Linked DNA regions of Mus musculus: all the other regions are linked to region 3. The links are chromatin contacts, called in public Hi-C and HiChIP or PLAC-seq maps. All regions are on one chromosome and are shown on one strand. Each heading gives the region's core, a stretch centred on a gene start, on an enhancer-like site or on the middle of the called end of the contact. The rest is flanking DNA. Distances are from core to core; before and after follow the strand shown.

Region 1 (2,700 bases), core at 115-2,614, 400 kb after region 3:
TCGTGCAGGTGGGTCACTCCAGTGTGCCCCCCCCCTGGCTTGGGTGGGTGGGTAATACATCCTGACAGCATGGAGCTCAGGGTAATTGTGGTATTGAACACGTGCAGTCTTCCCTTCTACATCTCTCTCCCTCTACCCTAGCAAGCTGCCAGATGTCACTCCTTTGCCAGACAGTGAACTGCTGGGGATTTGGGAAAAGAGGGAAGTCATTTTGGACAGGCAGAGCTGGAAGAGAGAAATGTAGGCATGCTTTAAAAAAAGAGGGGTGACCGGGGGTAGGGGGTGTGGGGGGTAGGCTTCACCAACAAGTTCTAGAAAACGAAAGTGACTTCAAAGCTTGCCCAATCCTCACCACCATGGAGAGGCAGGCCATGAAAGATGGGAGGGAAAAACCGGTCTCAGGGTAGCTAGGCAGCCGCCTCAAACCATTACCAAATTCAACTTCCCTTTTTAAAAATAAATAAAAGTTTTTTAGAGAAATGTTCCTGTCTGAGCCAGGAGCAAGGACTACTCCATTAACTCCACCCTCATCTTCAGCTCCACCTTTCATCCAGAAACATCTAACTTGCATTCAACACACTACAAACTTCCTTTTTAGGCTAAAGCACAAACTAACCATGGCCTGAAAGATAAACCACACCTTCTTGTCACTCTTGTGTTCAGTCTAATTATTTTTAAAGTGCTGCTGCTCGGCTTGCCCAGGTCGGGAGGCTAGATCCCACCAGGAAGAGGAGCAGGAAGGGGAGGGGCAGCCGCCTGAGTGGGAACCACTAAGATGACTGTTTCTTTATGACACCGGAAGCCGTACTTCAGAAGATAACTGAGGACATGGATCTGACTGAAATCAATGTCATCTATCCTGTGGTAGATAAAGCCCTCCAAGAAGCAGAGCCAGAGAGAATAACGAGGGGAAAGGCAATCTAGGCAGCAGGATCCTGGGAAATGAGAAGGACCAGCCCACTTGGGGCTCGGAAGAAAGGAAAAACAAACAAACAAACAACAGAAACCAAACAAACAAACAACAACAGAAACCAAACAAACAAAACACCGGAACACTCTGGAGTCCCTGGTTTCAAAAGGAAGTTTATTCTTAACTATACACCTATTGTTAAACATCTCATTAGCCTGAGGTCCAAACATCACCTGCCCTGGAACCAGTGAGAATCCATTAGGATCCCCATTAGAACCAGGAACCCCAAGCTTCCAGCAAGCTCTAGTTCTCCTCAGGAGATGGTGGAGGGCAATAGTGCTTGAAACAGTGAAAAGGCCCTTTCCAGGAATAACGAACTCCACAGCTGACCATATAAGGCAAATGAAAGCAAAAGGCCAGGGAGGCTCTTCCTCGGAGCAGCCGGATAAGGGACAGGGACACACACCCCAACTCGAGCCTGGACTGTCTGGATTGTGGACAGGAAGAGAAAATGCTAAGAGCTACAAAAGCGAAAACACGGAGGGAGCCAAAGGAGAAGCCGGGGTGCGCTGTTTCCAGCCGGGGAACAGGCTTGGCCTGGGAACCTTCAGACACTGTGCGCTGCTGTGCACAGACCCTGTGAAACTGTGCAAACGGGCAGAGTCTGGCACTAGAATTCAAAAGTAACTGCTTTTTTTCAAATCCCCAAGTACAGACTCATAGTCTACAGCTTCTATAGGACCTCGGTGTTACATATGAACCTACACAATCAATTTCCATCTTTCAAATAAAAACATTTACAAGGCTGATTTCATCTAAGTGTTTATTTCACTGTTTTTTTCTTTTTTCTTCCAAACTAAGTCCAAAGTTCATGTTTTAGGAACTCTCCTTATAGAAGAAACAACTCGGTTCTTTAAACTATATTTTCCTCCTCCCTTATGCCAAGAGTCCTTTATATGCTGAGAAAATTTACAATAAATAGCAGAGGGGATGATTGCTATTGTTATAATAAAGGTTGGCTGTGGGGGAGGAAAACAAAACTCTCTAATACAGGGTTCAAGCTTAGATTCTGCCACTGTCTCCTGTGGGTTTTTAGAAATGTCACCAAGCCAGAGTGTGGGCATATGACAAGAGAAGACAGAAGCACCCAGACAGATGGGAAGAGAGCACATTCCATAGATTTTTCCAGAAAAACCTAGCCCTGCTTTTCCTCTCCTTGAGCCATGTAGATTTCTAAAAGCAAAGCGGCTCACTGGAAACTGTAACAAACCATTAACAAACCATCAGTCGGGAAGAGAGGTTTGTAAAGGGTTAAGTGCTCAGAAAACAGTCTGTCACCTAGTTAACAGTGTCTGCCTTCCAGGACCAGAGTCCGGCCTATCCACTTCCTTTCTGTGCAATGCCCTCTCTCACTCATTCTCCGGCATTAGTTATGTTTCGGGAGTCTGGAAAGAATCTTGCCAACCTCAGCAGTGTAGGAAGATGCTCAAGGCTATCTGCATCTTGACCCTGACCGAAGGCAGAAGCAGCAAGATATACAGGCTGGTGGGAGAGGAGAAAGTGGCCATCTATCTCCTAAATAGACTCAAAACTGGGTCAGCTGGCTCACCCTGGACACACTGAGGGAGGTAGGAGGTGTCTCACTCTCAGCGGAAACCCAGCCCTCAGGCTGTAAACTACCCAGCTACTTCTCTGGCGCGTTCCAACGTTGCTACATCAGAAAGCTCATTACGGGGATGGAAGGGGTACTTGACAAAAGCAAAGAGGTGTCCAATCTCTAGGTTCGGAGA
Region 2 (2,700 bases), core at 116-2,615, 460 kb after region 3:
GTAGAAGGCAGCTGTAATAAACACCACACTAGAAGGTCAGGGTTATAGTTAGCATATATCTCTAGTCTATGAACGCAGCTCTGATTGACATATTTGGGAAGGACACAAAAATGGGCAAAGTAGTTGTGTTGGGGCCAGACTGCTTGGATTTCCATTCTGGTTCTATCATTGCTAGCTGTATGACCTTAAACCAAGCACTGTACCTCTTGTATATCAGCGTCTCCATCCATAGAAGAGCAACTTCCTTCTAGAATTGTTCTAAGACTAAATAAACAGATGTATATAAAGGAAACTATAAGATTCAATAAATTGATTTAACTAATTTAAGTAAAGACTGAACAAAGTATTCACAACCACCTATTTGTGTTTACAGAAGGCAGGTTATTAACACAGGAAAACGGGACAAAACTTTATTTTGCTTTAATCCATGACCCCAAAGAACAAAGGGAAGCTTTGGGTACAATCCAATCCCAATTCTGACACAGCATCATTCTCTGTCTCCAGCACCCTAGTTATCCCAGTCCGATTTTCTCACTTGGCAAACGAGGAAGAGACAAAGTTATCATAGGCTCAAGTGATTCACCGCATGTTCATCTTCATTGATGCCCTTAAGACAGGACTATAAAAACCCTTTGCCAAAAGAAAAGTCCTTAATCAAGCACTACATTCTGCTGTCAGAAGGACCATACAATGATATGACAATTGACCCAATTACTTCTGGCTGGGATTTCAAAATCCATTTGTTCTAGAATGGAAGAAGCCACATCACATCAGCGGGATTGAATTAGAGGACACGGTAATCATATTTATTTTGCTGGGAACATTTTCAGGATAAAACAGCTGAAAATTAATCCCATTAACAAGTAAATTAACTATTAGGGTAAGTGAATGTGAAACAGACACTTGAGTTCTATTTGCCAAGGGTGACTCAAATATTCAAAAATAAATGGACTCAGAGCAGGAGAGTACTTGTGTCCATTCATTATACGAGAGGCCACAGGCACACATCTCATATCGTCAAGAAAGTGGGCAGAAACACACGGGGAGCTACTGGAAGAAGTGTGTGGGACTCCTGCAATAATCAAGCTACAGGAACCAGCCCCACTGATTGTGTAACACCCTGGAAGCATTCTAGGTTGCCCAGGGAATTGATTTAAATTACAGCTTTGTTCCCTTTCAATGGAGTCTGTTGGTGCAAGATTGAGATAAGCCAGCAAATCTGAAATGAAGATTATAAAAACCTACTAATCTTTTCATTAAATTTGAATTGACTTTGTGAATAAAGAACACGTTGCAAGAGCCTCTCCTGCAAGGCAGCTTCACACATAGGCAATATCTTCAATATGCCCCACGGCATGATTCTGACGCGTACCTTCAACAGACTGATGGGTTTTTTTTTCCCTTACCTAACAAGACAGGCAAAGAGTAAGCTCTGCATTCCTGTCATGGATTAAAATCAGAAGAACAAACAAAATTTAAGTTAGGCCCTCCCCTTTGCATGTGGGTATTTAAAACTAAATAAGATATGGGTTCATTCCTTGGATGCCTTGCCAAAAAGAAGGGGGGGGGGGGGTAGGAGAGAATGTTGCTTAGCAACAATTAAAACAATGTGCAGCAAAGGAACAGGGTTTGAAAGAAAGCTAAGCCAGCAGGCTTGTTAGAGTCACCCTGAAAGACCTTTGTGACCCAAGATCCTGGCTGTGTCTCCTTCTGGCCTCAGGGTGAAAGTCTGTCTGTTTCCTTTTTATCTAGACAGAGACAACTTGTAATCCCAGGGAAAAGGAGATCTACTTCTAGGCAGCTCCAGGCTCCTGAATACCAATGCTTTCTTGTGAAATATGAACCTGCCCATTTCCAGTCCCGGCCGGCTGCAGTGTCTAGAGCTGGAATGGATATGGGGAGATATTTCACTAAACCTGCACTTAACGAATGGGGAAACAGACACATAAAGACACGGTGGTTTCTCCAAGATAATGAAGCCGTTTGCAGTAGCCAACCAGCCTCCAGCTCTGGCCTCACATGACATCCTTTTCTCAGTGTCCTACCTAGGCCTAAACCACAAGCAAGTCTATGATCCAGTAAGTAGGTTTTGACTATTTGTATCACTGACCCTGAAATAGGCCACTCCTGGTGGAGACACCTACCAACGTTGCCAGGAAGTTTCAAGGCTAATTACAAAGTGGATGGACCAAATATAAAACACTTCAGTCCTTCCCCCATTAAGACAGCTTATTAAATCTCCAAGACCCCTCAGAGAGGGACTGACATTCTGCAAGCACTCTAGAAAAGGAGAACAAAGGTCTGGCAAAAGGAAAAAGGCCAGAGGCTTAGCCCTCAAATCCATAGCTATGCACTGGGCCTCAGTCCAACTCACAGAGGAAAGTAACGCTTCTCCCATGCTCATTGCAAGAGCTAGACTCGCAGGCTGTCGTGTCTCGGAGCCCAGGCTGAGGAACCAGAGACTTTCAGCTCACACCCAACTTGAAATGCTCAGACACTGGTTACACTGCCTTGGGCTAGACCCTTAATGGCTCCACAAACATGTCCCAATCATGTGGACATTATGCATATTCCTGAGCTAGTGTTGGGAACAGCTGAAGATTCATTGTAACAAAGGGTCCAAGGCAGCCAGCCAGCCAGCCTGCCTGCCTGCCTGCCTGCCTGCCTGCCTGCCTGCCTGCCTGCCTGCCTCCCTCCCTC
Region 3 (2,700 bases), core at 63-2,562:
AAATTAAAACTGTGAAAGTTTTAAAAGTATCTCTAATTTGGGGTTGGAGAAATGACTCATTGGTTAAGAGCACTTTTATGGCTCCTGTAGAGGTCCAGGGTATCTGACGCCCCCTTCTGGCCTGCACAGCCACCTACATCCTACATGCACAAACTTCATAGAAACTCTCTCTCTCTCTCTCTCTCTCTCTCTCTCTCTCTCTCTCTCACACACACACACACACACACACACACACACACACACACACACACACCCCAGCACAATTCATTTAAAAGTAGTAATCTAGGTGTTGCGGAATCCATGGCTATAATTCTAGGATGCAGGATGGGAGATGGCTTTACAGGTAAAGTCTTGACACCTTGCCTGTTGACCTGAGTTAATTCCTAAGACGAACACGGTGGAAAGAGAGACCTGAATCTAACAAACTGTTTTCTGACCTTTAGATCAGTTCTCCCTCTATATCTTAGTCTCTGTGTCTCTTCTCTCTGTCTCTGTCTGTCTCTCTCTACTCCCTCCCTTTACCCTCCCTCTCTCCCTCTCTCCCCTAATACAAAGAGAGACCCTGTCTTAAAATCTTAAAACAGCAAAAACAGATTGTGCGGTGAACATAAAACGCAAATTCTGGTCCTGACTAGTTCCTAGCGTGGCTGAGAGACTATGGGCATATCTCTGTCCTCTCTGGGCCTCCATTTCCTGATCTGTTTTACTGTGGAGACATCTGTCGCACCCCAGCCCTGCCAACTCTCCTAGCCCTCTCTAAAGGTCTGGGAGGTCCCAGACAGAATTTTAGAACGATTCTCCTTTTTGCCCAGAAGAGGGCGATGGAGACCGGCCATGGCTGGACCACTTCTAACCCCGAGGCGGTTCACAGACTCCTGATCGGTCCACAAGGATCCCTCGTGATCCGGGCGGTTTCCTTGGCACCAGCTGACATTGGTATCCCAGGCCACCTGGGCGGTCCAAGTGAGAGAAGGAGCTCTGGACGCCTTCCATATTGACCCAAAAATGGCCAGTCTGGGTATTCAGATTCCTCCTATCCCAATCTGGGAAGAGCCACAGAGACTTGGTTTGAGGAAAGACACATTGTCCCCACCTGCACTGCGTCTTTGGGTGAGAAACCACCCAGAAGCTATTTACTCCAAAGAGAAAACTGGGCGGGGTGGCCGGAAAGGAACAAGACACAGAGCTGCGCCAGGTCCTTGGGGATTGCCTGCCACTGGCGGGCTGCGCTTGCATCAGCGCCTGCTGGGGCTGGGGCAGGGGCCTGGCCACCAGCGACGTCAGCCTCTTTCCCAGAAGAATTCCACTTCCTGCGGTCCGGGCCCCAGAAGTGTGGGAGTGGTGGGGGTTGGTTTCTTAGGATGACACCACTCAGTATGCTGCATCTCCTCATTCGCACACGCTGTTGTCATGGAGACGAACAGCATCCTGACAGCCCCGGAGAGGCCAATTCGCCCACAAGAAATGACCGGGGCATGGCCGACTCAGGAAAACACTGACTGTGTGGGGTGCTGGGTCAAGGAAAACAGCAGCCACGGGTCCCTGAATTTGGCCCCAGGGATGGGTGGGAGGGATGAGGGAACCAATTTCTGTGATGCGATTTCAAAGCTGGAGGCGTCTTAGTCCAGAGAAAAGCTTTGAAAGCACGTGGCTAGCTAGCAAAAGTTTCTTCCTCCTCCCCCTCTTCCCTCTCCTCTTCTTCCTGCTTCTCCTCTTGTCGGCTTCTTTCCCCAATTTTCTTAGGACTCTCTAAGATTTCCCGACCTCATCAGCTCTTATCGAAGGCAGTGTTAGTATTAATTCGCTTAAGTAAACATTTGTTAAGCGGTCAGGGTGTAACTTGCAAAGTTACACGGGTAAAAGACCTCCTTTCGTCTTCGCCATGACTCAAGTGCTGCTGTCACCTTTTCCGAGGAACTATCCAGTTCGTGGGCGATCTCCTAGGAAGTCAAGTCAACTCCCGCTCTCTAGCCATTACCGAGCACCTGCCAGAACAGCAGCTAATACGGCATGCAGCATGTGTGATTTTTTTCCTCTGATGCTCCACTGTGACTGCCCTAAGACTAAGCACCGAATCTCTAATTATGGGTTGGTAAATTTGAGATTATTAACCCCCAATCACGAGGAAACCTTGTGCCTGGATCAGGAGTCTGTGAACCACCTCAGGGTTAGAGAAGCAAAATAACCCTTACTAAAACATATTTTGAAATACAGAAATGCTGGGCATGGTGGTGCACACCTTTAATCCCAGCACTAGGGAGGCAGAGGCAGGCAGATTTCTGAGTTCGAGGCCAGCCTGGTCTACAAAATGAGTTCCAGGACAGCTAGGGCTACGCAGAGAAACCCTGTCTCGAAGGAAAAAAAAAAAATGAGTATTTAGTACACTGGCGTTGGCTTTGTGAAAAATAGAGTGCATTGCCTACCTAGACAAGTCCTTTCGTTTGAGCCATTTCTGTTGCGGCCGCCAGCAGCTCGCAACGTGAACGGTTCGACTGAGAAGGCCACTCGAGCTGTAAGAGAGGAATCTAGACGGGGCGAAAAAAGAAACGGAGCTAAGACAATTTCATTCTGATCAAAGCTCAAATTTTATTGTTGGGACACTAGTTATGAAGGAAGGGGGAGGGGACCCGATTCCCGCCGAATAATCTCGGGTCCAGTAGAAAGGTGCACGTGTGTGGCTCCTCAGGTTCCAGCAGTGGG

The links. A called contact is a pair of places that touch in the nucleus more often than the background predicts. HiChIP or PLAC-seq counts read pairs in DNA pulled down with a chosen protein or histone mark.
Region 1: a contact with region 3 is called in a Hi-C map of uterus, with 4 times the contacts expected there. The contact joins two enhancer-like sites. A contact is called at or near these places in 1 of 15 datasets of contacts at CTCF or cohesin (the NIH/3T3 cell line) and 1 of 484 Hi-C or Micro-C datasets (uterus).
Region 2: an H3K27ac HiChIP or PLAC-seq map of trophoblast stem cells shows a contact between it and region 3, with 10 read pairs. The contact joins two enhancer-like sites. A contact is called at or near these places in 4 of 115 datasets of contacts at active chromatin or transcription factors (embryonic stem cells, extraembryonic endoderm stem cells and trophoblast stem cells) and 1 of 9 other capture datasets (embryonic stem cells).

Annotation. Positions count from the first base shown.
Region 1 is chr6:108,305,170-108,307,869 of GRCm38.p6, reverse strand. The region is part of intron 4 of Itpr1 (inositol 1,4,5-trisphosphate receptor 1); the gene reads right to left. Among named protein-coding and RNA genes, the nearest start is that of Itpr1, 93 kb to the right of the region's middle. Within about 2 kb of position 1,364, at least 214 of the 459 cell types and tissues checked have an H3K27ac peak or open chromatin away from gene starts, as enhancers often do. A contact at or near this core is called in uterus, where this site is marked.
Region 2 is chr6:108,248,471-108,251,170 of GRCm38.p6, reverse strand. The region is part of intron 4 of Itpr1 (inositol 1,4,5-trisphosphate receptor 1); the gene reads right to left. Among named protein-coding and RNA genes, the nearest start is that of Itpr1, 37 kb to the right of the region's middle. Within about 2 kb of position 1,365, at least 103 of the 459 cell types and tissues checked have an H3K27ac peak or open chromatin away from gene starts, as enhancers often do. A contact at or near this core is called in embryonic stem cells and trophoblast stem cells, where this site is marked.
Region 3 is chr6:108,708,278-108,710,977 of GRCm38.p6, reverse strand. No RefSeq gene overlaps it. Among named protein-coding and RNA genes, the nearest start is that of Gm35359, 22 kb to the left of the region's middle. Within about 2 kb of position 1,312, at least 248 of the 459 cell types and tissues checked have an H3K27ac peak or open chromatin away from gene starts, as enhancers often do. A contact at or near this core is called in embryonic stem cells, trophoblast stem cells and uterus, where this site is marked.